Regions from separate parts of the Mus musculus genome. Here all the other regions are linked to region 2. A link is a contact called in public promoter capture Hi-C data. All regions are on one chromosome and are shown on one strand. The core of a region is the stretch at or near the end of the contact, and the rest is flanking DNA. Distances in the headings are between cores, read along the strand shown.

Evidence for each region. Promoter capture Hi-C pulls out the DNA fragments that hold promoters and counts their contacts.
Region 1: a promoter capture Hi-C map of the HPC-7 cell line shows a contact between it and region 2, with 5 times the contacts expected there. The contact joins the promoter of Soat2 here to the promoter of Krt80 in region 2. A contact is called at or near these places in 7 of 39 promoter capture datasets (the 3T3-L1 cell line, the C10 cell line, the HPC-7 cell line and 2 more) and 3 of 115 datasets of contacts at active chromatin or transcription factors (CD8 T cells, acute myeloid leukemia and pancreatic cancer cells).
Region 3: a promoter capture Hi-C map of second pharyngeal arch cranial neural crest shows a contact between it and region 2, with 8 times the contacts expected there. The contact joins the promoter of Krt8 here to the promoter of Krt80 in region 2. A contact is called at or near these places in 12 of 39 promoter capture datasets (the HPC-7 cell line, HPC-7-derived erythroid cells, the SN4741 cell line and 8 more), 6 of 115 datasets of contacts at active chromatin or transcription factors (acute myeloid leukemia, double positive thymocytes, embryonic stem cells and 3 more) and 2 of 9 other capture datasets (adipose tissue and embryonic stem cells).
Region 4: a contact with region 2 is called in a promoter capture Hi-C map of liver, with 4 times the contacts expected there. The contact joins the promoter of Slc4a8 here to the promoter of Krt80 in region 2. A contact is called at or near these places in 4 of 39 promoter capture datasets (liver, pre-B cells and stem cell-derived epiblast-like cells) and 1 of 115 datasets of contacts at active chromatin or transcription factors (pancreatic cancer cells).
Region 5: a contact with region 2 is called in a promoter capture Hi-C map of the HPC-7 cell line, with 6 times the contacts expected there. The contact joins the promoter of Tns2 here to the promoter of Krt80 in region 2. A contact is called at or near these places in 8 of 39 promoter capture datasets (the 3T3-L1 cell line, the C10 cell line, the HPC-7 cell line and 4 more), 1 of 484 Hi-C or Micro-C datasets (muscle stem cells), 3 of 115 datasets of contacts at active chromatin or transcription factors (the 3134 cell line, embryonic forebrain and pancreatic cancer cells) and 2 of 9 other capture datasets (embryonic stem cells and liver).
Region 6: a promoter capture Hi-C map of embryonic stem cells shows a contact between it and region 2, with 9 times the contacts expected there. The contact joins the promoter of Krt79 here to the promoter of Krt80 in region 2. A contact is called at or near these places in 13 of 39 promoter capture datasets (the SN4741 cell line, cranial neural crest, embryonic stem cells and 6 more), 1 of 15 datasets of contacts at CTCF or cohesin (the NIH/3T3 cell line), 1 of 484 Hi-C or Micro-C datasets (nephron progenitors), 5 of 115 datasets of contacts at active chromatin or transcription factors (embryonic basal ganglia, embryonic stem cells, pancreatic cancer cells and 1 more) and 3 of 9 other capture datasets (adipose tissue, embryonic stem cells and liver).

The regions. Positions count from the first base shown.
Region 1 is chr15:102,148,980-102,152,743 of GRCm38.p6, forward strand. Soat2 (sterol O-acyltransferase 2) reads left to right here and starts at 1,596. Exons shown (of 15, transcript NM_146064.1): 1 at 1,596-1,733; 2 at 2,127-2,182. The coding sequence starts at 1,655. It overlaps Igfbp6 (insulin-like growth factor binding protein 6), which reads left to right. Exons shown (of 4, transcript NM_008344.3): 4 at 201-533. The coding sequence ends at 323.
Region 2 is chr15:101,368,137-101,372,187 of GRCm38.p6, forward strand. Krt80 (keratin 80) reads right to left here and starts at 2,026. Exons shown (of 9, transcript NM_028770.3): 1 at 1,619-2,026. The coding sequence starts at 1,918. The region is part of intron 1 of Gm35853 (a long non-coding RNA gene); the gene reads left to right. Mir1941 (microRNA 1941) reads left to right here and starts at 1,216; the gene lies at 1,216-1,298.
Region 3 is chr15:102,002,849-102,006,908 of GRCm38.p6, forward strand. It overlaps Krt8 (keratin 8), which reads right to left and starts at 1,494. Exons shown (of 9, transcript NM_031170.2): 1 at 1,050-1,494. The coding sequence starts at 1,391. It overlaps Gm36026 (a long non-coding RNA gene), which reads left to right and starts at 3,295. Exons shown (of 2, transcript XR_875678.2): 1 at 3,295-3,687.
Region 4 is chr15:100,760,098-100,764,137 of GRCm38.p6, forward strand. Slc4a8 (solute carrier family 4 (anion exchanger), member 8) reads left to right here and starts at 1,650. Exons shown (of 25, transcript NM_021530.2): 1 at 1,650-1,877. The coding sequence starts at 1,833. Gm52175 (a long non-coding RNA gene) reads right to left here. Exons shown (of 3, transcript XR_003951485.1): 3 at 2,592-2,829.
Region 5 is chr15:102,101,512-102,105,654 of GRCm38.p6, forward strand. Tns2 (tensin 2) reads left to right here and starts at 1,423. Exons shown (of 29, transcript NM_153533.3): 1 at 1,423-1,650; 2 at 3,019-3,127; 3 at 3,828-3,865. The coding sequence starts at 1,576.
Region 6 is chr15:101,938,702-101,942,861 of GRCm38.p6, forward strand. Krt79 (keratin 79) reads right to left here and starts at 1,623. Exons shown (of 9, transcript NM_146063.1): 1 at 1,046-1,623. The coding sequence starts at 1,513.

The DNA of each region.
Region 1 (3,764 bases), core at 346-2,845, 780 kb after region 2:
ACTCAGTAGGTCTGGGCTAGCCTGTGAACACAAGTTTCTAACATAAGTGATGTTGGGCTGTTGACAGAAACTGCATTTTGAAAGCTATTGCTCTGGCCTAGCAGAGTGGGCCCTATTCAGTAGGTAAAGCAACTAAGAGCTCTCAGATGCTTTCCTGCTCAAAGCCTGGACCTCACCCTGACCTGCACCTCTCTCCCCAGTGTCGTTCCTCGCAGGGGAATCGCCGTGGCCCCTGCTGGTGTGTGGATCCGATGGGCCAGCCTTTGCCAGTGTCTCCAGATGGTCAAGGAAGCACTCAGTGCTCTGCCAGGAGCAGTGGGTGAAGCCCCGAGGGAGCCTCCAGGACGCCAGCAGGAACAGGGGGCTGTCATTTGAGCTGTATGTGAAGCAATGAATAACTCTGTGCCCCAAGACCCACCTTCACGCCCCACCCCATTGTCCCTGTCACCCTTGGGCCTTTACACAGCTAGTTAGAAAGATTGCTGTTGGCTTGTGTACTAATAAAACAGTATTGGGGGGGTGTCTCTGGCTTACGTCTCTGCGTCTGTCTCATTCAGATCTGGGGCCTCGTGCTCACTGTCTCCCATTGGTCATAGTGTTTCTACCTTCCCTGCAGAGCACAGCCAGCCTCTTCCATTGCCCTTGGAATACAGTAGACTGCCACTGCCACAGGCAGCAAGCCCTTTCTTTATCCTCACCCGGATACCCACCCGGAGCTCCCTTGTGGGACTGACTGAGATCCTGGCCTCAGTCCGAGATCACAGTGATTACAATCTTGCTTCTATCACTGACCTCTGGACTGATGGAGGAGGAGGATTAATAGTTAATCCCCAGCAGGAATTTGCCAAAGTGGAACTCCCAAGGCACTCACCTGCCCTACTGCCTACCAGAAAGAAACAAATGTGCTCAGGCTCTGTATGGTTTATCCAGACTACCTCCAGACTACCTTATTTGTGCTGGCAATCACCTGATGACGTAGGGACATTTTGTCCCATAATTTTTTTTTTTTTTCAGAAGAAGCTTAAAAAGTTTGGTCCACTTTCCTGAAGTTACATAGGTAGGCAAGGCAACCCCTGGCGCTATTTACTGTTGAATAAGTGTGTGTCTGCCCTTTCTGCTTATGTGGTAACCCAAGGTGTAGGGAAGAGCTGACACTGAGGGGCCTCGACCATCACACATGACACAAATAGAGCTCCTGACAAAAATATTGTTGCACACACATGTCACTACAGGCCTCATCCTGTGCCCTCAGAAAAATGACTACAAGGTACACGAAGATGTTTCTGGTCCCTCCCTGACCTTCAGTCTTGGTAGAGAGAGCCAGGAAGAGCCAAGCTATGTGATAAGCCTCGGGGAAGCAAAGTCCCCCTCACAACCTGATGCACAGACTCACTCCCGAAAGTGAAATAGCAATAGCGTGAAGCTGATCATAGTGGTTGTGGTGAGAGAGCTGTGAAAGCCACAGGCAGGGCCAGAGTATGAGAAACACTGCCTGCAGATAACCTATCTAACCCTCAACGGGGCTCCGGAAAGGACTTTAGTCCCTGGAGTTGTCAGATCTCTGAGTGGGACACAAGCTCTGTAGGTAGATTGAGAAAGAAAGAAAGGAAGAAGACAGACAACAGCTGTGTGCTGTCCGCTCTACACTGGCACCATGCAGCCAAAGGTGCCCCAGCTTCGGAGGAGAGAAGGGCTGGGAGAGGAGCAGGAGAAGGGAGCCCGTGGAGGAGAAGGTGAGCCGCCCTCCCATCCCCCACGCTCCAGACACTCAGGCGGGCCTGAGATGGGTGTGTGTAAGAGCTAGCCGCTAAGGCCACTTCCTTTCCTCTGGCTGTTCTGGGAAGCCAGAGAAGGCAGTTTCTGCCCTTTTCCCCCCAGCACGCGGACTGGCAATGGAGAAATGTTCAGAGCGTGGTTTGGCCTTCATTAGGGGTGAATGGAGTACTTCCTTGTTTTGGGTCCCCTGTTTCCAGCAATTGCATCAGGCTCTTTCTCGCCACTGTGTGTGTCACTTCCCTGGCTAGTGGCTCTACCCACGATTCTAAATATTGACTGGGAACGGAGGCTGTGAGCACACAGAACACCTAACTCCTCCCTAGTGAGTCCCCTTTGGTTCTTCCTCCTAGGGAACGCAAGGACACACGGAACCCCAGACTTGGTGCAATGGACTCGACATATGGAGGTGAGGGATCACGGCAGTCATAAAGGACAGGCTGGGGATGTGGCTAAACTTGTAGAGTGCCAATCTACCTGATGCGCAGCACCACATAAAACTGGTGTGATGGCAACTGGTGTGATGGCAACTGGTGTGATGGCATACAGCTGTAATCCTAGCACTTGGGAAGTAGAGACCAGGTGATCCGTAGTTTGAGGTCACCCTTGGCCACACAATAACATCCAAACCAGATTGGGCTACAGAAAACCCTGTCTAAGAAATAAAAAGTAGCCAAGGCAGTTGTGGTACATGCCTTTAATCCTAGCACTTGGGAGACAGAGGCAGGCCTGGTCTACAGAGTGAGTTCCAGGACAGCCAGGGCGACACAGAGAAACCCTGTCTCAACAAACAAACAAACAAACAAACCCCCCCAATCATTATTTATCTAAGATTTATTTATTTATTTATTTATTTATTTATTTATTTATTTAATGTATATGATACACTGTAGCTGTCTTCAGACACACCAGAAGAGGGCATCAGATTCCATTACAGATGGTTGTGAGCCACTGCTGGGAATTGAACTCAGGACCTCTGGAAGAGCAGTCAGTGCTCTTAACCACTGAGCCATCTCTCTAGCCCTATTATTATTATTATTATTATTAGTAGTAGTAGTAGTAGTAGTACTGTGTCTATGTGTGTCTGTCTGTGTGTGTCTGTGCATTCCTCTGTGTGCATCTGTGTATCTCTCTGCGTGTGTGTGTGTGTGTCTGTGTGTATATGTCTGTGTGTGTCTGTATGCGTGTATCTGTCTCTGTGTGTGTCTGTATGTGTGTATCTGTCTGTGTGTGTGTATGTCTGTGTGTATCTGTGTGTCTGTATATGTCTGTGTAATTTTTAGAAGTCAGCTCTCTCCTTCCACTGTGAGTTCATGATCAAAATCAAGTCACAAGGTTTACATAGTAAATTATTTTACCCACTGGAATATCTTAGCAGCCGCAGCTTTTGTATAAATATTCAAAAACCTCACTTAAATTGTCTGGTAACATTGTTTGGATAATGCCAACCTAGATTTCTTTCCCCTATCCACAATTTTTTTTCAATTTTTATTAGATATTTTTTCATTTACATTTCAGATGCTATCCTGAAAGTCCCCTATACCCTCCCCCTGCCCTGCTCCCCCACCCACCCACTCCCACTTCTTGGCCCTGGCGTTCCCCACACACACACACTTAAGATAAATAATCTGTTAGGTTTGCTTACAACTATAAATTAAAAAGAACTGGGCTTGAGCCGGGTGTGGTGGCGCATGCCTTTAATCCCAGCACTTGGGAAGCAGAGGCAGAGGCAGGTGGATTTCTGAGTTCGAGGCCAGCCTGGTCTACAGAGTGAGTTCCAGGACAGCCAGGGCTACACAAAGAAACCCTGTCTTCAAAAACCAAAAACCAAAAAAAAAAAAAAAAAAAAAAAAAGAACTGGGCTAGCTGGGCGGTGGTGACACATGACTTTAAACCCAGGACCTGGGAGGCAGAGGCAGTCGAAAGTCTGTGAGTCTGAGGGCAGGGCTACACGAAGAAAGCCTGTCTCCAAAAACCAAAAAAACAAAAAA
Region 2 (4,051 bases), core at 776-3,275:
TTCCCTGGGCCCACACCCACGGTTCCCACCCGGTGCCCATGGCAGTGGCACAGAGTGACATCAGCATTGGCAATCGTTCGAAGGAGAGAAAAGCCACCCATGGGAGCCAAATTACATAGTTCAGCGAAGCACTCCTTTTAAGGGATTAGCCAGGCTTGTCAAGGAGGCACCTCTGCAGGGCCTACCTCTCAGGCCGTGGGTTCCATCTGCAGCTGTGGAAAGGTCTTCTTGCTCCTCCCCCAATGTGGGCATCTTGGATGTAAATGAGGAGACTCTGAACTAGTCAGAAGAGGCAGGGAAAGACACCATTTCTGCCTCAGATCTCTCTCTCTCTCTGTCTCTGTCTATCTGTCTGTCTGTCTGTCTGTCTGTCTGTCTGTCTGTCTGTCTGTCATACACACATACACATCATACACATCATACACACACAGACCTGAGTTTAAATATAAACCGTATCAGTTGTTGGCTCTGTGACTCTGGGCAATGCAATGAGTCTCTCTGGTCCTATTGCCTCATCTGCACAGCTGGGAAAACAACGTTTGTAGTGATGTTAGTTAGCACTGGCCCACCGCCGCCTTGCTACGTTCCTGTGGCATTCAGGCATCCAGGCCACACGTGGCACTCTCTTCTCACTGCCTGTCTGTCTGTACACCCCCACAGCTCAGGACCCCAGAAATGTGCAAGGGTTTGCAGACTCAGAAACCAAGAGGCAGATAAGGACTGGCCAGGGTTCCCTGTTCTGCGCAAAGTCATGAGATGTCTTTCTTTACAGTTAAGGGGATTTGAGGTGAACCTGTGAGGTGCCCTGTGGTGCCTAGCACACCAGTGTGTAGTTCAGTCAGTGCGGCTCTGACACAGGAGGAAGCAGGGCTGGGAGGATTGTTCACAGAGGCTTCTTGGAGTGGTTGAGTGGGCACAGGCTTGGAAGGTAGACAGGACTTCCTGAAGCCCTAGGCTAGCTGCAGGCAGTGAGTCTAGGAAGTGTGGGGGCCATGTTGTTAGGGGCCTGTTCCTTCCACCTAGGTGAGTGCAAAGCAGGCCAACTGTTGGCTGCTGGCTGGATTCTGACACAGTCCTCTACATTCCTTTCTCCTGACAAGCCAAAGTTGCGTCTTTACTCATACAAACTCCATGGCAGCCTCCTTCTGCCCCCGCTCCCACCCCCACCCCTTTGGACCTGCCAGAACAGTGGCTCTACGGATGAATGGGGAAAGCCAGCAGGGTGGGAGGGAGATGCTGGTACAGAGGCTTGGGGTTTTGAGGGCATCTTAGCAGTATCTCCCATCCACCCACCTGGGCAGAAGTCAGCAGGCCACACCTCCATAGGCCATCCCGAGAAGCACCCCTTGACTGTTACAGGGGTACACGGAGCCCTCCCATCCCCAGCCAGGTAGTGCACCCTTATCCAGTACCCCGCAGAGTCACCCTGAAGTTCCTTTCACCCCAGACACCAGGATGTATCAGGTTTCCCTAACCCATCTCTGCAGGTTTAGCCATGCTGCATCCCCATTGGCTGGGATCAGGGGCGGGGCATGACCGATGCTCAGGGAACCACCAGCCAGGTCACCTGGAAAGCCTGGGGCCCTTCTGTTTTGGTGCCCTCTCCCACTTAGCTCACCTTGCCAATCAGGGAGGCAAATTTATCATTGAGAGCCTTCATCTCCTCCTTTTCTTGATTCTTCTGCTGTTGAACAGCTGGATCCACCTTGAGGTCCAGAGGCACCAGCAGGCTGGGGTTCACAGTCACCTTGGGGATGGTGCCAGCTGGCCTGCAGCTTGTGAGGCTTCGAGAGCTGAAGCCAGGCCCAGGGAGCCCACAGCTGCCCCATCCTGAGGTCCCAGGCTGGGGACTGCCCGCAGGGGTCATCTCACAGCCGCTGAGGCTGCTGAAGCCAACGACGCAGGAGCGGTAGGCCATGGTGGCCCCCCTGGGCCTGGGAGCCGGAGGGCTCACCAGTGAGCTAGGGAGATTTGGAGTTGGTGGCTGGCAGCCGCCTCCTGTCACATCCAGGGCCGGCTGGGGACTGAGGCGAAAACACCTGTTGCATAGTGTTCATTAGCTACAGGAGGGCGGGACTCCTCCAAGCCAGACCAACCTGTTAGTTAGATGATGTGGCTCCCGCCCTCCCCGTACCACAGCTTTCTGTCTGCCCTACAGGGGCTCTGCCTTGTTGAAGGGGCTTGTCACAGTCCCCTGCAAGAGGGGCCTGACTGAGGAGGGGGCCTGCGGCCGGGCTGGCTGGGTGGGGCAGGGTGGGGCCGGGTGGTCAGTGCCAAGAAGGCGAAGTTCTGAAGGAAGGAGCAGGGAGAAAGGCGGGCAGCCAGCCACAGATCACGCTGCATACCGAAAGGCTGACGTATCTGGGCTCGCATACTTCTGGAAAAGATGAAGCAAGTGTAGCCCTGAGCTCCAAGGGTGATGACTGCCCTGGGCGCCATGCCAGGCTGTTGTTGGAAAACAGCCCCCTTATTATTTATCTTATCCATCTGTCAGTGTCCCCTGCTAATTTCCCATTCCCTCTTGCCCTCTCTCCCTTACTGAGGACCAGCCGAGTGCACCCCACTGACTCAAGGCCTGCAGGAAGCACATGACCGAGGCCTAGAGCTCTTGGTTTTTGAAACGTGACGTGACATTGGGTTGCGTGCGGAGTCAGCTTGGTTGTTCCCACTGGTAGAAAACCTCAATTATGTGGCTGTATTTTACCCTCATCTGAAAAATGGGCTTAAGATTTCAGTCACAAGCAGAGTAGAGGACCCACTCCAAACAGCTGGCCTGGGTTCAGAGTCCTCTCCCCCCCCCCCCCCCCCCCCCCCGCTCCAGGGGCCAAGAGGGTCTCTGATTGGCTGTAGTTCTGCCTCCAGGTGTCCAGCTCCTTGCCCTGCCTTCTCCTTCACTCTTCTTCCCGTTCCTCCTCCATGGCTACCCGTACAGCTTCTACCTTCTTCATGGAAAATCTGGTACGGAAACAGGCATCAAGGTGCCCAAGGAATTTCTGGAAACTACAAAGGTTCTCAGCCCAGTGCTCAGCCAGGGCCTGCTCTTCCTTATCCAGAGATGGCCTCTTCTTACCCACCCTGCTAGGTCCAGCATAATCTCCCTGAGCTCAGAGAAGGGTGTGTCTGTAAAAACCAAGGGGACTCGGCCTTTGAGGGGACCGAGGCAGTCACACATTTTAACCAGGCATGATGGTTGAGCCACATGACCTACACCTGCCTGGGGTCCAGGCCTGGTTCCCATGAATGGGCACTTCTGGTTCACTTGGATACAGAATTCTGCATCAGGAGTCTGTCTGGATCCTGGATTCCAGGATCTACCGTGGGTAATTGGGTTCCCAGGACAATGTATGCCCTACTTCTGTGGCATGCTATATGTACCCCACTCAGCAGCCTGGTGTGTCTGGTATGGCCGCCCCAACCTCCCACCGTCTTCTTCTGGTATCTGAATGGCATGCTGTCAGATCTAGTGGCATACCCTTCCTGGTCAGCCCAGAGTGCTCTGAGGGGGCAGCCAGTGGCATCTGCGCTTGGTACGGCCTGAGTGTTCTCTCTGTCCTTACCATTGCCTCCATTTAAGGCATATGCCAAATGAATTCACTGTCCTCAGTACAGAGGGTGGGGTGGCGTGCCTGGTCTCAGGGCACTGGTTGTTTATGGTGACTTTGGAAGCCACCGGAAGGGCGGGGGACCAAGAACGAAGCTGGTTTTGTCTCCTTATTGTTTGCTTTGGTCAGGTCGGTTCCTCTTAACGCTCAGTTCAGCCTGTCACGTCCCACTGAATTTGACAGGTTCTTGGTAAGTCACAGTCAGTGGTCACTCCCAGCCGACATGGAGGCCTTTGTCTCTGGGGGCTTTCCTTAGGGATGCTCTTGACTCCCTAGAAGAATGGCTACTGGGTGGGACATGGGAGCTATCTGTTGCCACCCCCCCCCCCCCGGCTCCGAGCTCTCTTTGGGTGCTGAGGTGACTTTGACTGCCACGGCTGTGATTGCCAAACAGGAACAGCAGAAAAAAAAAAGCCCCAAATAAACAAACTCTACAGCTCTGCCCCACC
Region 3 (4,060 bases), core at 244-2,743, 630 kb after region 2:
CCACAAGGCACATGCCATGTCTGAGCCAACTGCTCTCCATCAGGATTCTAGGGGGAGTTAGGGACCGGACCGTTGGAGCTAGTAAACCCTTGTGAAGAAGAGGCAGACGCTCCTGGGGCGTCCTGTGATTCCACAGGCTCAGCCCCGTGTTTTCCCTCCTCCCGTTCCCACACCGCCTCTCAGGAGCCAGTCAGCAAAAAAGGGCCAATCGTCCCGGGGCCACGAAGGCCACTGTGCCACAGGACTGCAAAACCTGGCCTGGCTTTCGGCTTGCAAAGGAACCAGGCAGTTGGGGCGGAGCCACCGTAGAAAGAGTGAAAGGGGTACAAGGGCCAAGCTCGCAGAGGGGCGTGGGTAGGCCGACGCTATCTGAGGCCATAAACTCCGGTCTTAACAGGTCGTGAAACAGGAGCGGAGTGTCCAACGCCCGCAGACTTTGAATCTCGCACGGGCCTTCCCGAGGCGGAGCCCTGAGACTCACCCTCCCCTCCACCCCACCCCACTCCTGGTGGAAGGGCAGACCCAAGACCTCCGCCCTGGCTCTACAGCGGCCCCGCCCACTGGAGCAGGGCAGGGGCCGAGCAGTGACTCAGCCTGGAGCCCCCACTCTCTAGCCTTGGGCACCAAAGACCTCCATATGCGTTTGTCGGGTTCAATCAAGACACCTGAAACCTTCTAAAATCCTTACACCGCCCTCCATTATTTAACAGGAAGATAGAAAAATACACAATGCACGGGGCACCATGAGGAAACCTTGGGGCAGTTGGGGGCGGGGGGGCGAGGGGGCGTCCCCGCCACCAGAGAGCAAAGCCACAGGGAAGGGACCAGGCCCTCCAGTGAATGGGAAGGTGCTCCAAGATTTAGTCACAAGCACTTCAGACCCTCTGGGCCCAAGCCAAAGGGTATGAGAGAAGTAGAAGAGAGTGTGGCCAGAATGGGTGGGTCCCAACAGGAGCTCATGGGGGGTGCGAGGAGAGATGTACGCATCTCTGTGTCAGCAGAAGAAAGAGCGAGCGCAGGACGGTTAGTCGGGAAGAGAGGGGTCTCACCTTGTCAATGAAGGAGGCGAACTTGTTGTTCAGGGATTTAATCTGCTCCTTCTCCTGAGTGCGCACAGCCTGGATGTTGGGGTCCACCTCCAGCTTCAAGGGGCTCAACAGGCTCTGGTTCACCGTGACGGCTGTGATGCCCCCGACACCAGCCCCGCCAAAGCCGCCCAGACCCACGCCGGTGCCCATGCTTCCCCGGAAGCTGCTGCTGCTGCTGCCCACCCGGGAAAAGCTGGAAGAGCTGATGCGGGCACCGGGTCCACTCGTGAACGAGCGGCTGCTGAAGGCCCGGGGACCGGAGGTGGACATCTTGTAGGATTTCTGAGTCACCCTGATGGACATGGTGAAGTCTGGAGCGAAGGCAGTGAGCTGAAGACGGAGGTTCGAGAGCGAGCTAAGCAGCTGCTTCTAGACGGTGGGACAGCGCCCAGCGAAGGCCCTTTATAAAAGAAGAGGCCAGCCCCAGGGGAGGGAAAAGGGCCTCTTACCTGAGTGGCTAGACACTAGAGGGCAGGGCCTAACCCAACGTCTGCAACCTCCAGACGGGACTCAGGTGAGGGCAGCAGAGAGCTGTTCCCACCCGGGATCCCTCTCCAGCCCCACCCTAAAAATCCAGGAGAGAGCAATTGATCCCTGTGAAGGCAGGAAGTGAGCCTGGGATCTCTGACCTAAGCTGTCTTATCTCCTGCCCTCCTGTGAGAACTACTTGGGCTGAAAGGGTTCCCAGGCATTTTAGTTTAAAACACTGGGTCTCAACTCAACACAGGCAAGCTACTAGAACTCACTAGAAGTTGAAACTCAAGGAAGGTCGGAAGGGCCCTTCCTCGGGAGTCACGTAACAGATATGCTGTAGGTTCTCCACCAGTGGGTTGCAATCCCTCTAGGGATAGAGCTATGTTTTCCCAGAGGTGACATATCAAATATCCTGTGGTTCAGAATCTTGGGGGGGGGGGGTCACAACCCCTTTGGGGGTATAAGTACCCTGAAGCCTAACCAAAGCCGGCACCGGCCTTTACCAGCCAGCACTAGGACTGAGGGTGTGCCTCATCCACCACATCTCTGGCTGGTCTCTCCTAATACCTCCAAGAGACCTCCTTTAGGTGGAGCTGGCCAGGCTGACCAGCAGGGCCCTTTCGTTCCCAAGCTCCTGTTTGCTTTGTCTGCCCAGGTTACAGCTAACACCACTACCCCACCCCGCTACCTGTGCAGCATCCTGCACCCATAGGCTGGCAAAGGGGGGTGGGAAGGTAGGTAGATATTTGAGGAATGAATGAAACACAGGCTTCTAGCTGTCTTCTCTCTTGTGCAAGGTAAAGAGAAATCAAACGCAGCTCTTCTCTCTGGACACAGCACAGTATTCTCCTTTCCTACCCAGACCCGAGAGAATTCCCCAGACCAGACAGAGGCCTCGAGGAATAACAAAGACTGAGGGACAGAGGCCAAGGCAGAAAAGGGAGACCCCAGAGAATAGAGGCACAGGGGCTTTGTTGCAATCGCTTCTTTGGAGACACCTTCCCCAGGCTGCCAGGGCAGTGACTCATGGTGCCTTGGAACGGGATGGCCCTGCTGGTGGTGACTCATTCTCCAGCCACCTGGACCCTTCTCCTCTGCCCCCGGCCCCAGGCTGGCCAGATGTGATGAGGATAGTACCCTGTCTCCCTGCACCTGTCTCTCTGAACTCATTATCCCATTATCAGAGTGAGTCAGGAGAACAAGCTGGGGCACAGCCTGCACCTGTGAGAGGTTGGAGACTGGGGAGCAGAGCAAGGCCCTCCAGGCCTGGGTGGAGCAAGCAGGCAAGAGGTTTGGGTCCCCAAGGCAAAGATTCCACCTGCAATTAAATTACCTGATGGGTTGGGCTCTCTGGAAGGCACTTCAGGGTGTGATGTGGGGATTGGGTGGATCTCAATTAAGGAAACCAATAGATGACAGATATCCAAATTCCCTGGGGAACTGGGCGGTAGCAGACACCACCCCATAGCCAGGGAAAAGAGTAAGCACCTACTAAGAGAACTGTCTATGGATTCCGCCCCCCTAGGAGAAACACCCAGGACTGCTCTATGGGCACATATAGGCAAAGGGACAGAGACCCAGGATGGGCACATATATGTTCCTGCCAAAAGGGACAGAGACCCAGAAAGTCACCCCTAGAGACACACAGACATGTTCCTTCCCTACACGGCACACCTCTCTCCCTCTTTGTCTGAGAAGCCACCCCTACCTGTGTGTGTGTGTGTGTGTGTGTGTGTGTGTGTCTGTCTGTCTGTCTGTCTGTCTGTCTGTCTGTCTGAGGACACTTCCAGAAAGACCAATCTAGAAATCCCCAAGGATTGCACAGAGACCATATTCCTTCCTTGCCTGTCTTTTGCTAGGAGTCCCCAGCCTTGGGCTTCCAGCATGCTAGGAAAAGGGAAATCCTATTTACACCAGGCCCTCTCACATCCCCCTCAGTCAACACTCCGTTTTCAGGTGAAAATCAATTTAGGTGTGTGTTTATCACCCCCTCTCTAACACAGGCCCACACCCAGCAAGATTGGAGATTTTTTTTTCCAGCAAACCAAAGGGAGGGAACCGCGGCCGGCGCCGCACCGAGCTGTGAGAGAAAGCGGAAGGAGAAACGGAGCAGCTGGTCAGACAGGTATGACAGCCCTGGGGAGGGACAGCCAACTCTCCCTTTCTCCCCTTCCCCCACACCAGTTTTGGAGGGACCTGAAGGGAAGGACTGATTTAGGCAACTCGTAAAAGCTCGTCATCCAGCTCTCTTTCTGAAATCTCAGCTTCCTCCACCCTAGCTGCCTGGTTTCTTGGTCCCAGGAGTGTCTCTCAAGGTGTGGGTAAGGAGGCAGTAAAGGTGAGACCCCTGTGCTGTGCAGCTCAAAGCTCAACCCAGGGCTTACCATTTGTCAACTCTTTGTTATTTCCAGAGACCCCCCCAACCAGCCCCTCCCAATATGGTCTCTGCTCAGCAAGAGAAACCAGAGCTGCTCTGTCCTGGAACTTCCCCAAGATAG
Region 4 (4,040 bases), core at 400-2,899, 610 kb before region 2:
GTATGCATGTGGAGGCCAGAGTTTGATGGCAGACACCTTCCTCAATAGCTCTCCACTATTGTTGTTGTTGTTGTTGTTGTTGTTGTTGTTGTTGTGTTGTTTCAAGACAGGGTTTCTCTGTGTAGCCCTGGCTGTCCTGGAACTCACTTTGTAGACCAGGCTGCCTCAAACTCAGAAACCCGCCTGTCTCTGCCTCCCAAGTGCTGGGATTAAAGGTGTGTGCCACCACTGCGAGGCTATTTTTTTTTTTTTCTAATGTGCATTGGTGTTCTGCCTGCATCTATGTCTGTGTGCTACATTTATTTCTTGCACCTGAGGAGCTCAGAAGAGATGAAAAAATTCCCTGGGACTGGCATTCTGGATGGTTATGAGCCTCCATGGAGGACCCGGAACCCAACCCAGGTCCTCTAGAACAGCAACAAGTTCCCTTAGCTGCTGAGCTGTCTCTCCAGCACTCTCTGACAGAATCTCCCACCAAGTCTGCAGCTCATCATGGATTGGTTGAGACTGAGGCTGGCTGGCAAGCTCCGGGGACTCTGCCGTCTCTACCTTCCCCAGCACTGAGATCACAAGCTTTTGCCTCCAGACCCAGTTTTCCTAGGTGCTGCGGATTGAACTCTGCTCCTCACACTTATATGGTAAGAACTTTTTAGACCGAGCCATTTCCCCAGCTCCAGAGACATTAAGGCCCAATCTTGTTTCTTATTTTGATTACAGTGTGTACTGATGATATGTGGAGATTGAAAAAAAATATTTTTGTGTGAGATAAGGTCTAACCAGGAAGTCTAGGCAGGCTTGAACTTGCTGCTATCCTGCCTCAGCCTCCTGAGGGCTAGATGAGCCTGCACCACCATAAGGGTTGAACTTTGACATGTACTGGGTCATGCTCCTTTCTGCAGTTTTGGCAGAGGCTGAGATTGATTGCCACGATCCCTTTCCCCTCAATGGCTTGGACTCACCTCCACTCTCAGGAGACAGAAGACAAAGGCCCCTTTCTTTCTCTCAAGCTACGGATGGTTAACCTACTCTGTTTCCTTTTAAACTCAGATCAAGTCGAATGCCTTACTCCTCACTTTCCAACCTCGCCTCAGATCGGTTAGTTCCGCTGCTGAACAATAATTCGTCTTACAGTATGTCTTTTGGACACGTTGAAATCACCCTCAGCTCAACCCCCACTGTCTGCTGTCAGTCTTAGACTGGGGAGACCCGAGTCTCAGCCTCTTTGACTGCTTCCTGTCTGCTGCTCTCTAACGCTCTTCAATCTGGCCACTAACTCAAGGGTTAAAAGTAATTTTAGAAGGCTCTCTCTTCTCATTACTTCCTCCTGCCATCTTGGTTTCGGAGGGAAATTTTCTATTAATTTAAAACCCATCTTCCGAGGAATAAAATCAGAACAGGTAAACCTGACACTTTCCCAAGAGTCAGGTGCAGCTGCAAACAGAGGCAGGGATTTTCAGTTCCTAGCAAGCAGTAGGAAGGACCTCGGAGCCCGGAGGCCCCCTAAGGGGGGAGGCGGTTTCTAAGGCAACCGGCGCGGGGAGGGGGTTGGCTCTCTGGCGCCCTCCTCCCTTCTTCCTGGTAGCCCAGGGTACCGCCGGACAGCGTCCTCCCGTGCTCCGCGCGCTGATTGGCTGCTCGGGGCGCCCTCTGATTGGCTGCTGCGGGCGCCTCGCGGGCTGATGGCTATGAAGGTGGCGCCGGTTGATGGTTGACCGATCCTTGGATCCAGGGTAGGGGTCGCTGCGCGTGCGATCGTCTCACACTGGACTACAGGGCGCGGACTGCTGCAGCTCAACCTGGAACCTACCGGCGAGACCAGGCTCCGCCCGGCCATGCCCGCCGGGAGCAACGAGCCGGACGGCGTCCTCAGCTATCAGGTGGGCCCCGCCTCCCGCTCCTCCCCGGCTCAGCCTCGGTGTTCTGCCCACCGCCCCGCTCCTGCCCCAGCCGGGGTTCCAGGCGTGTCCCCGAGGGCAGGGGGGAGGCCCGCACGGGACGCCAGGGGGCGCTCCGGGTGGCCGGGGAGGGTGACCTTGGGCCGAGCCCGGAGCCGCCGGCACTGCAGCATCCCCTGCGTCGCCGGCTGCCCGGTGTCCCGGAGCAGTGACCTCTGTCCGCGGGTCCCGGTTGGCGGCCCACACCGGCTTCTGGCCTTGCCTAGTTATGCTGTAGGTGGACGAGAGGGAATCCAGGGACCTTGCGCGGGTCTTTGTGTTTTGACTCTGTTTCCTCAGTGACTCAGAGGAAACCTTGCAAAGACCGGGAGGCTGGGAACAGCCCTGAGAATGTAGCCGGCTTTGTGGATCCCTCCGTGCTGCCCAGACAGCTGACAAGTTCTGGGTATGGATGCACATGAACCAGGGGAGCCGTGAGGTGTCAACAGCGCCGACACCACCAGCCTTACCTAGAACAACAGGGGCGGCTAATGTTAGGAAGCATTGGACTAGGTGTGAAGGGTCAGTGGGTACAGGTTCCAACCTGCTTCTCATAGGCTTCGCGATCTGAGTAAGCTACCTGTCTCTTGGAACCTCGGTTTCCCCATCTATTAAAATGGAAATATGTGTACGGTTTACTTCACAAGGCTGTTTTAAGGACTCCGTGAAACACAGTTTATTGTGTGATATCCAGTGAGTAGTAGCTTTTTGAATTCTCACACCGGCTTTCTTGTGAAACCCGATCAGGTGTGGTTACTGCTGTGCCAAGAGGGTTTGAAGGAGGGAAGGGAGCTGAGCCGGAGACTAGTACCGAAGCAGGAAGGGTGGCGGGTCTTGGAAGCAAATGCCATGTTGACATCAGGAGTGGGTTCTGGGAGGAGGCATGGAGAACTTCCTGCATGTGGTGAATGAAGTGGGCATGACACACCCTGCCCCTCTTCCCGGCAAGTAGCCTTTGCTTGCCAGTCACAAAAATAGATCTAAGATCTTGGAAAACCTTTCCCCATCTGATCTTATGACATGCTATGTTATAGTCAACCTTTGTTTGGGAGACAGTGAGCAAAAATAGGCCATGCTCTTGCCTCTTCCAGCTGGTAGAAAAGGAGAATTAGCGTTTTTGTTTGTTTGGTTGGTTGGTTTTTTTGCCTTTGGCGGTTCTGGGGATGGACTGCCTTCTACTTGCTATGCAAAGGCTCTACCACTGAGCCATACCCTGGCTAGAAGTAAGAATTGTGTGTGGATGCCTGTGTGTGTGTGTGTGTGTGTGCCCGAGCACTCATGTGGTGGCTGGCCAGAGTTTGATATCTGGTATTCACCTTATTTATTCATACATGTTCTTACACTGAACATCAGCTGGCCATGAGCCCTTGGGATCAGCCTATGGTGAGGTCCTCTCACCCGCCCCGAATGCTGGTATGCTTTAACACGGGTCCTGGGAGTCTGGATTCAGGTCTTCATGCCAGAACAAACACTCTACCTTCCCTGCTTCCCAAAGTCAACCAAACAAAACACTGTAGTCCTAGTCCTCCTGAGGCAGGAGGATTGTGTGTTTGAGGTCAGCATAGACTACATCATGAGACCCTGTTTCAAAAAAAAAAAAAAAAAAAAACAACCCAAAACCAAACAACAACAAAAACTACATAAAGGAAATGTGTCATCATAAACTCAGGTGCTTCGGCAGTGTCCCAGACAGCCCTGTGAGAGGGTACGTGACTCAGACCATGGGAGAGGTTTCTAATGAAGAAAATTTGGGCAAAGGTCTGAAGAGTGAACATCAGCTGAAGGAAAGGGGAGGTCGAAGAACTTGGAAACAGAACAGGAATTTCAGACGTCCTGTGGCAGATGTGGAGCAGGTTCTGGAAGGACAGTGTGGTGCAGCCACAGGAGCCACGGGGGAATGAATGTAAGGTGTGTTCTGGGTTAGTAACATAGGGAGACACCGTGGCCCCTGCTGAAGAAGCTGGTGTTTACCCGAGGACCAAGAGTTGTCACTGGTGAGGGGGCTTGAGACAGAAGATGGGGTCCCGATCAGGCTAGGGTGTGTGTGAGGAGATCTGTCTATAACCTGCAGAATGTGTGCTGGCTGTATCAAGTAACACTTGGGTT
Region 5 (4,143 bases), core at 173-2,672, 730 kb after region 2:
CATAGGAGCAGAGGGGAAAAAAAATTGATCAGGGGAGGCGCTGCAGTGATCCATCTTCCCCAGCAGGGCTGGGTGCGGAATCAGGACAGCCCCGGTTGCCCACCTGGCCATCGGCCTGGAATGTCCTGGGACACAGCCAGAACTCAGGTGGGGATTGCAGAGCCAGGGGCCCTCTCCAGTTACAGCACGGTGCCCCACCCCTTGCCACTCACAGGGCCTTCTAGCCAGGGTACACTGGCAACGATGGGCTTCCTAGAGAACAGGCATGCAGCGGGAAGAGGCCTCAGACTCTTCAGTCTGACAGGTCTTCTGAAGGATCCCTGGGGAGGACTAGAGCAGCCCTTCATCTGTCAGATGGGCGTGAGGCAGAAAGAGGAGAGTCCTGTGGGACCCTGCAAGAGGTGCCAGAACTGGAGGAGTTGCACTGGGACATTCAGTAAATACCATGCAAATGAGGGTGACACGGTGTACATTCTTTCAAATGACAGCTAGCTACAGCATTCCAAAGGCTGCTGTCTAGAGCTTGGGCTGGGAACCCCCAGGCTGTTGACCCTTGTTGTAGGAAGGTTGTTCCATCCTTTCCAAGGGCCCCATACACCTCCTTCCCTTGACTCCTGGGACAGGAAGTTGGCCCTATTCCCAGGAGGGAAGCAGGAGGCCCTAGAGAGGGTGGAGTATGTGTTGGGAGGGGGCCTCCTGTCCAGTCCTCGGGTCCAGTGACAGCCACAGAGGAAGGAGAGACAGGCCAGAAGAGCCATGAAGGTAGCGCTCAGATTCTGGTGGGCGGGTGGGGTCCCCAGTAGAACCTCAGGTGCAGGATCTGGGAGCTAAGCCAGGAACTGTGGGTTGTATCTGGAGAGGAGCAGCTGGGGTGTTCAGGAGGAACCTCCAGTGCTTTGGGTTACAGCAAGATGGACCATTCCTGTAAGCCCTTAGCCCTTCCCGCTGGAACTTGGCGTTGAGGAGGGTACTATAAGATCCTTCTCCCGTCTGACAGGGAAGTTAGCCCTCATCCCTAACTTTCTTTCACCCTGAGGATGTGGAGTGCTGGGCTGTCAGGGGTACTGGTTCCCAGCAACACTCCCTTCCCACAGGAAATCCCAAGGGAGCATGAGGGTTCAGGCTAGAGACTGGCCGGGGACACAGTGTTCTCCACTGGCCCTTGAGCCCTGCCCTGAGACCTGAATTCCCACCCTGTGCCACTGGCTGATTCCAGGGCTGGATCTCAGGACTGCAGACCCCCTGCACACAGTGGCCCACTGGGTGGGAGGCAGCTCCAGAGATGGGGAGAGCCAGAGATCTTAGGCTGACACTCCCAGCAGGGTAGATCCTGGGAATCTGATCTCCTGGCCTCCCCCACATCCTCCCCCACCCCACTTCCTGGAGCAGCGACCTGCCCCCTTCCCGCCTGCACTTCCCTCCACTTCCAGGGCCAGGCTTCTCCACACACCAGCCAGACAGCCTCCCCTCCACCCAAGGGAAGCGGCTGCCTCGGCAGGCTGCTTCCAGGAAGCCCCAGGCCAGGCCCCAGCATTGTTCAGGCCCTGCAGCCAAGAGTCCAGCCAGCCAGACACCATGAAGTCCAGCGGCCCTGTGGAAAGGTTGCTCAGAGCCCTGGGGAGGAGGGACAGCAGCCGGGCCACCAGCAGGGTAGGAGTGCCCACCAGCTGGGCAAAGGTGGGGCAGGGTGGAGGTGCGGACAAGGCGGGAGGGCCAGGATTCAGGCCAGACCAGACCCTCTTCCTAGTTTCAGCCTCTTCTCCTGGCTGGCTCAGCATCCCCCTCCTCTTTCTTTCGCCTGACCCCCTGAGGTGGCTAGGGTAGGGTAGCAGTGTGATTCTAGCATCTGTTTTGACTTCTCTGTGTATTTCCTGGCTTGAGCCTGGATAGGCCCCGAGGGTTCAGCTAAGAGCTCAAGCCCTGACCTCCGGGGGAAGCTTGAGGGAAAAGGTATGGGAAGAAGGCAATGAGGGAAGGGAGGGTGCCTTCTACTGACGTCATCTGCACACGACGTCATCATCCACAAGTGCGTCCAAGTGTCCTGGTGGGTCTCGCCCCCAGTCGTTAAGGGACCAACGCTGCTCCCATGTTATTCTCCTCTTCACACTACGGTGGGCAGATCCAGGGAGAGGAGGGGACAGCGGGAGCTTGAACACACAGCGGTGAAGAATGTGCAGTGGAGTGGTGGGAGGAGTGAGGGAGATTGTCCACAGACTCTAGATAGGAGGGATGAACTGGGGTGGGAGGGGTCAGAACTGCAGTGAAAACTTGCAGTGAGTAGGGACTAAGGGGGACCTGGACAACTGGTGGCAGCCCAGCCAGCCACTGACCTCACTACCTCTGGGTGGGGAGGGGGCATCCGGAGAACCTGGCCACCCCTGTCATAACATGCAGAGGCAGCGAGGCAGCTGCCTGTGTGTCCCCACTGCTATTCCTCCTTCCGAGCGAACGTCTTAGACAATTGCTGCCTGCCGCCTCAGTGCACAGAGAGTAAACATGTTGTTCTGACCGTGGGGGAGGGGGTCATATTAGCTGCCTGGAGCTTGGGGACACTGAGAGCCAGGGGCTCAGAACTGGCTGCAGTCAGTCTGGGTATTATGTGATAGTGCTTGTGTGTCCTGGCCGTCAGCTCACAGTATACAAGCCTCTTGTGGGGAGGGCAAGATGGGAGGAGAGTCAGACCCCCCACTCTGCCAAGATTCAGAAAGCCCTCACATTGGAAGTGGGGGTGTGTGTGACAAGGACATCACATAGCTCCGCCACGTGAGAAGTCCTGAGTGAACCCTTAGGGAGGAGTTGACCCAGCCAAGGTGACGCAAGGGGTCACATTCCAAGCCCTGTAGAGGACAGGCCTCATGACTACCCTGAAACAGCTGTGGCCAAGTGTGCCTTAGAGTTCACAGACTTTTGGCTGGAAGAGAGGGAAGCAGCATCGCTCTAAGGAAAGGTCCCTGCCCAGCCTTGGAGATGAGCCCACTAGGAACACATACCCCTATTTGTCTGTCATCCCACCCGCAGCCGAGGAAAGCAGAACCACACAGCTTCCGGGAGAAGGTTTTCCGGAAGAAAACTCCAGTGTGTGCAGTGTGTAAGGTGACCATCGATGGGACCGGTGTCTCCTGCCGAGGTGAGGTGGTGCTCTTGGTGCCTGAGCCCTCCAGGCAGCACTTCTGTGTGGCTCAGGCTCTAGAGACAGGCAAATTCAGAAACAAATGCCCTCACTCTTCTTGACACCCACCTTGCCACAGCCCAGGAGATTTGTGACTCTACCACCTTCCCATCCTTACCTGTGACTAGGGTCTTCCCTTCCTCTTGCTCCTCCTCCTCTTCTTCTTCCTCCTCCTCTTTTTCTTCTTCCTCCTCTTCTTTTTCCTCCTTTTTCCTTTTCCTCCTCCTTTTCCTCTTCTTCCTCTTCCTCTTCCTTCTCTTTTTCCTCTTCTTCCTCCTCTTTTTCCTCTTCTTCCTCCTCCTCTTTTTCCTCTTCTGCCTCCTCCTCTTTTTCCTCTTCCTCCCCTTTCTCTTCCTCCTCATCTTCCTGTTCCTCTTCTTCTTCCTCATCCTTTTCTTCTTCCTCCTCTTCTTCCTCCTACTGTTCTTCCTCCTCTTCCTCTTTCCCCTCCTCACCTCTATTCATCCTAGACCCCAACCCCCGGCCCTCTTCCCTTACTCCAGAGCAGAACCTGTTGATAACCAGCTCTGTTCTTCAACTCCTAGTAACCTAGTGTACCAGGGTCCCAGAGCTGGCTTCTAAGGCCTGTGGGGCTGGAGCACAGTTATTTTGACTATTCCCGTAAGCCTCTGCTAACCTCTACCCTTTCTCTCTCTAGTCTGCAAGGTGGCCACACACAGAAAATGTGAAGCAAAGGTGAGTATGTGGTTCTATCTAATGGGGAGATGGTGTCTTTCCCTGTCCAGACAGGCATCTTCAGCCTCACTGGCATGGGCCACCATGTCACCCTGTCCCCTGTCACTCACTCCTGGACACCCCTTCCTGGGTGGCAGGGGTGTTGTGTTGGGCTCTTTAAGAAACACCCTACTCCACCCCTGGAGGGTTGGCCCAGGAGGGTGGACAGTGAGACAGCGTTTGTCTTGGTGCTGTGCCCAGGCTGCAGCTGGCGAGAGGATGAGGGGGGGTGGCTGCGG
Region 6 (4,160 bases), core at 373-2,872, 570 kb after region 2:
ACCCACAGCAGCTCACAAAAGAACCAAGAGTCACTAGGGAAAAGGGCAAGAGGTAGGTGACACAACTTCCCTAACCCTCTGCCACCCAGTCCCTCCAGGTGCCACCTCCACAGCACCCCAGGCCTAGTCACTTGGCCAGGAGCCCTGTTGCAGGTACACCTCAGTGCCCAGGACTGTGGAACTCTGCAGCCTTCTTCACAGTTATGCCTCATATACCAGTGCAATCCTGAGCAAGTCTCAGGACCACTTTATGCCTTAGTTTTCATAGTGTAAAAATGGGCAAAGCCTCGCCTACCCAGGCTCTTCATGGAACCCTAAGGGTGACACACGAGAAAGGAGGTAGGGCCCTTCTGTGTTAAAAGTTCAAATCATGGAGTTATGCCTCAGCCTGATCTCGCAGCCTAGGCGCAGAGCCAAGGTACACAGTGCTGAAGGAATGGAGCAAGAAATGAGAGAGGTGGTAGCAGAGTGATCCCAGTCACCCTGTAGGTGAGACGGGGATCCAGAACACTCCCAGAGTGTTCAAACTGTAGGGTGGCCACCCTCCTCGTGGTAGCCGGAAGGGGGAACCAGGCAAGGGAGGGCAAAGGGCTTCCTCTTGCCCTCCAGGTTCTCAATGTGCCTGACCCCGAGGCTTCTTCAGCTGGAGAGGACAGACAGAATTCCAAGGCTTCAACCTTGGATGGTTTGTGGAATTCCTGAGCCGTGCACTGTTGCCCACAGCTATAAAATGACTCAAGTCATCAAAGGCCAACTCCCTGACAGGAACACTGAGGACCACACATCTTTTAATAATGGGGTAAGGCTAATGCTTAGCGGTATAGGAAAGGCTCCAACACAGGTGGGCTGGGCCTCTCATTCACAGAAGGAACCCCGGCCAGCAGGTTTTAGCCCCAACCTCCGACAGGCAGAAACCACCGTCTCTGTTCATCACCCCACCCTGCACATCTAGAGCACATGGTAAAAACTGCCTTTGCCCAGACCACCCCCCATTAGAGGTTCAGCTTCCACCCCACTCCACCTCACCCCGGTTTTGCCCACCCACCTTATCAATAAAGGAGGCAAACTTGTTGTTGAGGGTCTTGATCTGCTCGCGCTCCTGGGTGCGCACCCGCTGAATCTCGGGGTCTATCTCCACATTGAGAGGCGTCAGCAGGCTCTGGTTGACAGTGACTTCCTGGATGCCCCCGGGAGGACAGACTGGCCCAAATGTCTGCCTGCTAGCCCCTAGGCCCACATAGGCCCCACTGCCAAAGCCTCCTAGTGCCCGGCCAGAGGAGGCCCCACAAGCCATGCTGACGGAGATATTCTTGCCTCCCAAGTTGTAGAGGCTCCGGCTGCCAAAGCCCCCGGAGCTGGACCCAGAGCGGACCCCACCGCCACCGCCGCTCCCCCTGGACATAGTCACTGAGCTGTAGCTGGTTCGCATCCGACTCCCACCACCTCCGCTGGCTGAGTTAGAGCTGAAGCCTCCTTTAGTGGAGAAAGTCTGCCTGGACAAAGAGGACCGCATGATTGTCAGCGAGAAAGCAGCTGAGAGCAGGAGGGAATCAGCCGGAGTGAGCTACTGAGCCACCAAACACCTTTTTATCTTTTCCCAGCTGGGCTGGCCCTGGGTTCCATGCACTCCAGCTGTGATTACCACAGGTGAGAGGGAGGGGCCGGGGGGGGGGGGAATCTCCTCTCCCCCAGGATGTGGGAGGGCCTCGCCCAGCCATCACTGAGACTGAAGTGCTGCTCCTGAGCAGAGACTACTTGAGATGGGAAGCACCCCACCCCCACTCCCCCCACTCCCACCCCACCCCACCCCGTAAGCCCTCCTCACTTGGAACAGGATGATAGGGCTCCTACAGCTACCCTCACCACCCAGTGGCTGGCTTGGTCTCCTCCTACGCAGCCCTGATGGCCTGCTGTCAATGGGGCTCTGTTTTGTGGGGTTTGTCCCAGGGCCTTGTGGTAAGCCAAGGCCCCAGGGCCCAGTGCTGTGCAGGTGGCAAGGGAAGGTGCATTGGGCAACGGGTTGTAGAGAGGGTGCCCAGGCCTGCTCCAGTCCCACCCTCCCAGCCCACAGCCTCCTGTCTCTTGGCAGGTCCAGCGTGGGGGGCACAGGTGACAGTGCAGGGGTGGAGCAGCTACTCTTCTGTCTACACTGGCAGGTGTCTGCTGGGTGGGAACCCTGTGTGGGGTAAAGAGGATCCAAGGAAGAAAGGAGGGTCCCTGCCCAGCCATAGGCCTGGCTGAGCACACAATGTGGGCTGGATGGCTTTGACTCTAACTAGACATAGCAGAGCACACCTATATCCCAGCACCCTAGGGGTGAAGGTGGGAGGGTCAAAAGTTCAAGGTCACCCAGCCTCAAAACCAAAAAAAATGAATAAATAAAAGGACAAAGAAAGAAAAGGAATGCCCTGTCACCACAGGCAGGGTGTCAAAGCTTAGGAACCCAACTGCTTTTCCTGGGGCTGGAACTGTGGCCACCCCTAAGCTCTTCCTTGGTGGACCTTTCCCAGTGGGGCCCAGACATTTTGGAATACTGAAAATGCACATGTATCCAAGAAGCCCCAAGTGTCTCATGCTGTACCCCCATAACCTTCTCCTTTCCTGACCACAAGGACTCCACCTGCTCAATTCAGAAGAACAGGACACTCCTGATCACTTCACACCGGCCTCCACTCTCTTCCCAGTCAGGCTTCTAGAACCAAGCACAGCCCAAGCAGAGCTGGAGAGACTTCAGGTACAGGATCACAGATAGTGGGAGAAGACCTTGAGACTGCTCCCCACACCCCCTCGCCTCTCCATCATTCAGCAAGCAGAGGGCAAAGGGGCAGAGACTGGGTTGAGGCAAAGATGGAGCAGTGTTGGCTCTGCCAGGCTAAAGCTCGGATCCCAAAAGAGATGCAGAAGACCCCGGTGAGGATGGTGGCTTCTAGGCTCCAAAGGAAGCTGGGAATCTTTCCCTGGGGCCACTGGGATATTCAAGAGGCTCCTGTTCACTTGAAGCATTGAACCCAGCTCCTAGCAGTCGCAAAGAGCCACAGAAGTAGCCCCTTAATGCCACCAAGACTCCTTGGAGTTAAGGACACCAGGCATCTGGGAGAGCTGGTCTGAAAGACCAGTTCTCAGTGACCTGTGTGCCTTTGGGACACTCTCCACCTCTCTGAACCTCATCTAAGCATAACCCACCATAGAAGTCCTTCGGGAAAACAATGCCCTTGGAATGAGCCATCGTCTCCCACCAACCAACCTCCGTCTCCTTTCCCCAGGCTGAGAACACTTTCTCAGGCTCCCTTATCTCTGCCTGGCAGCGTGGGAGAAGAGATAGCTGTGAGTGAGGCCTGGCCTCCAGACTGCTGCCATGGTCCTCTGGGCAGGAAGATGATGTCAGGCAGTGCTGTGAGTCACTGTGTGGCTGGGCTGGTGGGAGTGGGAGTCAAACTGTAAATATAAACATACCCCGCCTCAGAGACTAGCATTCAGGCATGCGATTCATGTGTGCACCTCCTGAACATGCTCTGTGTGCCAGGCTCTACCCTGGGAGCTAGGGAGCTAGCGGCAGATGCCTGTGCAGCCCAGGCGCACTCTTGGGAGATGGGGTTGTTACTCACAGACAGCCTTCCCTACCCAGCCAGACGGACCGCCTCAGGCAGGGTCCTGCGAGGTCACTTTGCCTCCTTGGCCATTTGTAGCTTGTAGCTCTGGCTGTTTTGAGACGTCAAACTGGATCGGGTTTTTTTTTGGAAGTCTTTTTGCAGAACACGCACATACCCTGACTTTATGTAGACCAAACTAGCCTTAAACACTCTGTGTAGCCAAAGACAACATTAAACTCCCGATCCTCCTACTTCTACCTTCCAAGCACTGAAGTGACACCCATGAGCCACCATACCTGGCTTTTTGAATCTTTCCAGAGGAAACCCCATACCTTTGTAACTAGTGGAGTTTATAGGAATAATTATAAACAGAACAGGAGCAAAGATTATAAAGATCGATGAATCAAGCGATCAGCCCTCCAGAGGTCTCCTGCTAAGACCAGGATGCTAGAGCAGCTCTGGGAAACAGAAGAGCAATTAAATGGCTACCCTGTATTAATTAAGGAAGTGAGCCTCCTGCCAAGGTTTGGTCGACCGGCAGTGAATGTCTAAGCTTGATCCACATCTGTG